2 separate regions of the Sus scrofa genome follow, and region 1 is linked to region 2. The links are chromatin contacts, called in public Hi-C maps. All regions are on one chromosome and are shown on one strand. The core of a region is the stretch at or near the end of the contact, and the rest is flanking DNA. Distances in the headings are between cores, read along the strand shown. Region 1 overlaps FOXK1 (forkhead box protein K1). Region 2 has its middle 28 kb from the start of FOXK1.

Region 1 (2,715 bases), core at 184-2,683, 75 kb before region 2:
TGGCACAGCGACCTTCAGAGCCGCTCCCCCCTCCCCCACAGATGTGTCTGAGAGCCGGGAACCCATCCAGTGGAGACAAGAACTAAAGGACAAGTCCATTCAACTTCCTCTCAACATGTTTTTTCGGCCGTGTGGGTGGCAGTTCTGGGGCCAGGGATCCAACCTGAAGAGCCACAGCAGTGACCCAAGTCACTGCAGTGACAACGCCGGATCCTTAACCCGCTGCACTACAAGAGAACATTTTAAAGCCGCAAACCACCCCGGCACAGGTTTAGGCAGAAGGAAAAAATGCAAGAACAGGGAGGGCCCTGCCTTTATGTGTCACATGAAGCAACTTTGATTTCTTTCCAGTTTTTTTGGGGGGTGGGGTGGGGAGGGATCACGTGGGTGTGCAGAGGGGGTGTGTGTGTGTGTGTGCAAGGTCCACAGGTGCGGGTATGGAATGGGGGGGCTCCTAGACCTGCAGGCAGGGATCCCACTCTGCAGGACGGCAGCCCGAGAGGCCTGCTCCTCTCCAGGGCACCACAGAGCCCAGAAACGCGGCAGCAGACACATCCCTCTCAAGGAAGGACCCGCGGTTTGCCAGAAACACAAAAGTACGTGGACCTCCAAACTCAAAAAGCACCGAACACAGCGAGACAATGGGAAGTGAGCTCGGACTGAACTCCCGGAGGTGGCGAAGCAGACCCGCCCAAGAGGGTGATGAAAAGGGATTTGGGTTCCGGAGTCCTGTGCTTAATTTTTATTTTATACAACGTTCCTCCCGCTAACCTTTGCCAACTGTCACAACGTGAAATCCTTCTGGTTCTGACTTCTATTCCGAAAAAAAAATCAAGAAATGCCTTCCTCAGGAAAGCGCTTCTAAAACCTTTCGCTTTCTGTGCTGCCCCTTTTCTCTGGCTGAATTTCTCCAGTTTTCTTAAAACTGTGTCTCTACGGACTGGGCTCTAGTTTTGCAAAACTCAGAACACGGTTAACCAATTTTTACTCTCCTAAAGACACCAACCACTTCTTTGCAAAATGGGGCGGGGGGGGGGGGAGGTCAGCAAAATGCTGCTTAAGGTAGCAGAACTTCTCAAAGAGCGTTCATTCATGTTCTGGGCGGAGGCCTTCAGCGCAGGAAAAAAACCCGCCCACGCCCACGGGCTGCCCGGCAACGCGGAGAAGCCGGAGAAGCCGCGAGGCAGCGCGGCGGGCGGGGGAGGGGCGGCGGCGCGGGTTCCCACGGCCGCGCCCCGAACCTCGGGGAAAAGGGGCGCAGCGCGAGGTGCCGGGGAAAACCCGCTCCGAGGGCTGCAGAGGCGCCACGTTAGGGGCGGCAGGGAGCTGCAGCCCTGCCCCTGCGACAGCGCAGCTGGCCGGCCAGGGCCTCCGCCCCGCGGCCGCTTCCTTGGGGACCCGCTCCTGCAGCCCCCGCGCCGGAAGCACTGGGAGCACGGGGCGCGCGGGGCGGGCCGCCCAGAGGAAGGCTGTTGGTAAACACGCCGGCCCCACCCCGCAAGAGCAGCACAGGAAAAGGATCTTGGCCAGCTCAACCTCAGGGCCTCTGAGGTTTGGAGTCGCTCAATCGAATTCCGCTGCGCTAAGACAAACGGATGTAAACAGAAATCCTTTTCTGTGACACTTAATTCAAGGCCAAAAAGTGAAAGAGCCAGTCTCCAAGTGACTACTTTCCCCCAAAACAAGTTCCAGCAGACGAAAGCCAGAGGAGAGCGCCTCCCCGGGCAGCCTCCGGGGAAGGCCAGGGTGGGGACGCACCCCCAGCCCCCACTCCAGCCCCAAGAGCAAGTTAAATATAAACCCGGCGCCTGCCTGGGCCCCGCTGCGGCTTCTCGAACAGCGCCGCCAACCCCAGCTCACTGGGCTCCTTTACAACCGCCGCCTCCCTCCGACCCGAGCAAGTGCAGCGCCGGGAGCTCCGCCGGAATAGCTGAGCCCGCTGGCCAGGGTCTTTATTTAAGATGCCCCTGGGAAACACACTTACTTTATGGCAACCCCCAGGTACAAAGCAAAACATTCTTTTTCCTTAAAAAGCGTCCGTGGGACTGGATTATAAAGGGCGGATGAACAATCCCACGCCTGCCTAAGGCTGACCGCCTGCTCTGGTTTCCCCAGAGGGACAGGCAAGGGCCTCCGAGGCCCACCCCGCCCAGCACAGGACACGCCTGTCGTGAGCTCTGGGCTCCCAGCGGCCCTGAGGCATGCCTGGCCCGCGTTCCTTCCCGGTGCTGCGGGACAAAGGGTCAGTGCCTAACAGCTTTCATCAGCCTCGCCGAGATGTGACCCACAGGTTGCACGGGGCCCCCGCGGAGAGTGTTCAAGGCAGGGCTCTCCCGCGCCGGCGGACCTGGCTGCCACCGCCTCGCTCCAGACACTTGCCCTCGCCCCAGAAAGAAAGCCCACCCCAGCCAGGAGTCACCCCCTTGACCCCCAGCCCCTGGCAACCCCTCGCCTCCTTTCCTCCTCTACACATTTGCCTCTTCTGGACATTTCACACCGACAGGATCGTGCAACCTGTGCTCTCTGGGGAGGGGTTTCTTTTGCTCTGCGCGGGGTCACCCCCCAGGGCTCACCTGGGCTGGACCATGCGTCGGCACCCCAGCCGCTCTGTGCAGGAATAACGCTCCCCTGGGTGGCCCTAACACCGCCTCTCCACTCAGCAGCGGATGGACATGGGACTTGTCCCCAGGGCCGGGAATGCTCTCGCACTGCCAG
Region 2 (2,727 bases), core at 68-2,567:
AATACATTTATGGAAAAATAGTGGCATGGAGGCAACTCACTTGATAATGATTTAAATTTTTTTTTCTGCACAGACTGGGATCAAACCCACACCCCAGGGCTCCCAGATTGCTGTAGTGGGAGCTCCTCATAACTGAATTTTAACCAGAGGTTGGCTCTGGATACAAGAGTTCAGCAAAAATATGCAAGTGCATTCTTAATATCTGAGGACATCTGAGCATCCGTTGGCTCCAGGCAATTTATGTAAGAAAGAGTACATTGTATATTTTACATTTTTGGGGGTAGGCAGTGTGCTGCACAAGTTTCACAGTAATAAAATTTGTGCTTAACAGGACATGTACGTTCTCCTCGCCGCCAGTTGTTAAACATGTATCTGACCTTTAGGCAAGGACTTGCTGATTTCCTTTATAACTTAACCACTTTTAGCTTTCCTCTTACCTAGGTGTGACCCATTTCCCTTAGTGTCTGGGGCAGCATCTGGCACACATTAGATATTTTGAAAATACCCAAGTGAGAAAACCTCTAAGAAACATCAATTGTACAGAGCAACCACAAGTGGTAATGCAACTGAGTCTTCAGGGTCAAAAGGCAAACAAAGGAGGTTTGTTTGCTTTTTCACGTCCGTAAGCCCCCTCAATCCTGTTTATACTTAACGGTATAAATTCAAAGGACAAAAAAAAAGGGGGGCGGGGGGGGGGGGACAACAATACTAATCGCTTCCATAGACTGAGCGCTTAGCACGGGGCCAGTAGTGTTTTTCATGTGGAATCCCAAAAAGAATACCCACAGCGTAGGCGATATAGTACAAAACCGGAAACAACACACTTCCTGGATACTTTAATAACTCACTAATGCACCTTCCGTTCACTGATTTTCTAAATACGCACTGCGCATTTTACCGCGCGCCCGCAGGAGGCCGCGCCAGCCCTTCGGGGGGACCTAACCCCGGGCTGGGAGGGGGCAGCCGGCCCGCAGCCCGGGCAGAGGCCCTCCACGGGCATAGGCCCTCCACGGGCATCACCGCCCGGCCCCGCACTGCACGACCGGCTTCCGGACCCACGGGCGCGGGGCGGGGTCCCAGGGCCCCCGCCGGCCGCTCAGTGCGCCCCCGCCGGGTCGCCCCACCCTCCGGGGAAGCCCGGGGCGAGCCGACCAGGCTCAGCCGTCACGAGGACGCCCCCGACCCACGCCCGGCTGCGGCGCAGACCGGAAGGCGAGTGGTGACGCGTCGTGCGCAGGCGCCACTGCAGCGCGGCGCCGCCGGCCGCCGCTGGGGGGCGGTGAGGCGCGCCGGCGCCGTGGGGGAGGGGAGGCCGCCGCGCGGGGACCGGACCACGTGCGCACCACGTGGCGCCCCCGGCAGCCCCGGGCCGCGGTAGGGCTGCCGGACCGACCACGCCGCGCAGCCGGCAGCCCGCGAAGGCGAAGGGATGGGTCGCCCCGCCGATGCCCCCGTTGACCTCTGACCCTTAACCCCACACCTTTAGGGTTACCCTTGGTCGGTGGCCGGGCGGTGTGTTTATAAACATAACTCCCGGCGGGGCCGAAACCCCGGATCGCGGATTCACACCCCGGGGAGCGGAGCCTTCCGCGCCCTGCGTCTTATGCGCATGCGCCCTCCGGCTCCTCCCGCGCTTGCGCACCGGCGGGCGGGGGCGGGCCGTGGCGCCCGGCGGGCGGGGCTGTTCGACCGGGAAGGGGGCGGGCGGCGGCCCCGCCCGGGCTTTCCCCCGCCCTTCCCGGCTGTGTGACCTGGGCGGGCCTCCTGGCCGCTCTGAGCCGGGTCTCCGCCTGCACGGTGGGGCGCAGAGGGGTGGCTGCCCTTGCCTGGCTGTGTCGTGTCTCTGGCCGTGTGGCCGCCCCACGCCCACCCCGTGTGTCCATCTGACTCGAGAGAGAGCCTTTCAGCGCTGCCAGGGACCCGTGCTGGGGAATGTGTAAATGCAGTATTTACACACTGTGGAATGCCAGTCAGCTTTAAAAAGCAGTGGAGGAAATTTTGTGACATGTGTGTTTTAATCGCAATGAAGTATGTGACGGAAGACACAGTTCAAGTGAAATAATCCAGACACAGAATGACACGGTGAATCATCGCAGTCACTGGAGGTCCCTAGACCAGGCAGCTTCACAGAGACGCAGTGGAAAGGTGGTCGTCCGGGGCGGGGATGGGAGTGTCGATGGGGACAGCGTCTCAGGCTGGGAAGATGAAAAAGTTCTGGAGATGGACGGAGGTGGTGGCTGCACAGCAGTGGGAATGTACCTAATGCTGCTGAATTGTCCTTAAAAATGGTTAAAGTAGTAAACTGTGTTTGTATTTTACCACAATCCACCCCTTCTGCCCATCAGATCATGTTGTGCCTGAAAATATCCTTCCCATTAAAAAAAACAAATGGGGGGGCACCCAGGTGCATGTGGAAATTTCCAGGCCAGGGATCGAACCCGCACCTCGGCAGGGACCTGAGCCACAGGTCCTTAACCTACTGAGTCACCAGGGAACTCCTATCCTTCCCATGTTTTAAGAGGCCCGGACCCCTCTCACCCTGCCTGTGTCACCTGGAATCCCTCCAGCCCCGAGCAGGTGCTTTTCTTACCTGGAACACACCTTGCTCATCGCTTTGCCTTGCTGTTCTCTCTGACTGAAAATCCTGTCCCTCTCACCTTCTCACGGCCGTTTCCTTCTTGTATGTTCATTCATCTAATCAACAGGTACCTGTGCTGACCTGATGCT

Evidence for each region. A called contact is a pair of places that touch in the nucleus more often than the background predicts.
Region 1: a Hi-C map of liver shows a contact between it and region 2, with 6 times the contacts expected there. The contact joins two enhancer-like sites. A contact is called at or near these places in 20 of 47 Hi-C or Micro-C datasets (alveolar macrophages, blood, embryonic fibroblasts and 8 more) and 2 of 2 datasets of contacts at active chromatin or transcription factors (alveolar macrophages and skeletal muscle).

Annotation. Positions count from the first base shown.
Region 1 is chr3:3,601,304-3,604,018 of Sscrofa11.1, reverse strand. The region is part of intron 2 of FOXK1 (forkhead box protein K1); the gene reads right to left. Among named protein-coding and RNA genes, the nearest start is that of AP5Z1, 20 kb to the left of the region's middle. Within about 2 kb of position 1,433, at least 56 of the 83 cell types and tissues checked have an H3K27ac peak or open chromatin away from gene starts, as enhancers often do. A contact at or near this core is called in alveolar macrophages, fetal liver, liver and 3 more, where this site is marked.
Region 2 is chr3:3,526,486-3,529,212 of Sscrofa11.1, reverse strand. No RefSeq gene overlaps it. Among named protein-coding and RNA genes, the nearest start is that of FOXK1, 28 kb to the left of the region's middle. Within about 2 kb of position 1,317, at least 70 of the 83 cell types and tissues checked have an H3K27ac peak or open chromatin away from gene starts, as enhancers often do. A contact at or near this core is called in alveolar macrophages, fetal liver, liver and 3 more, where this site is marked.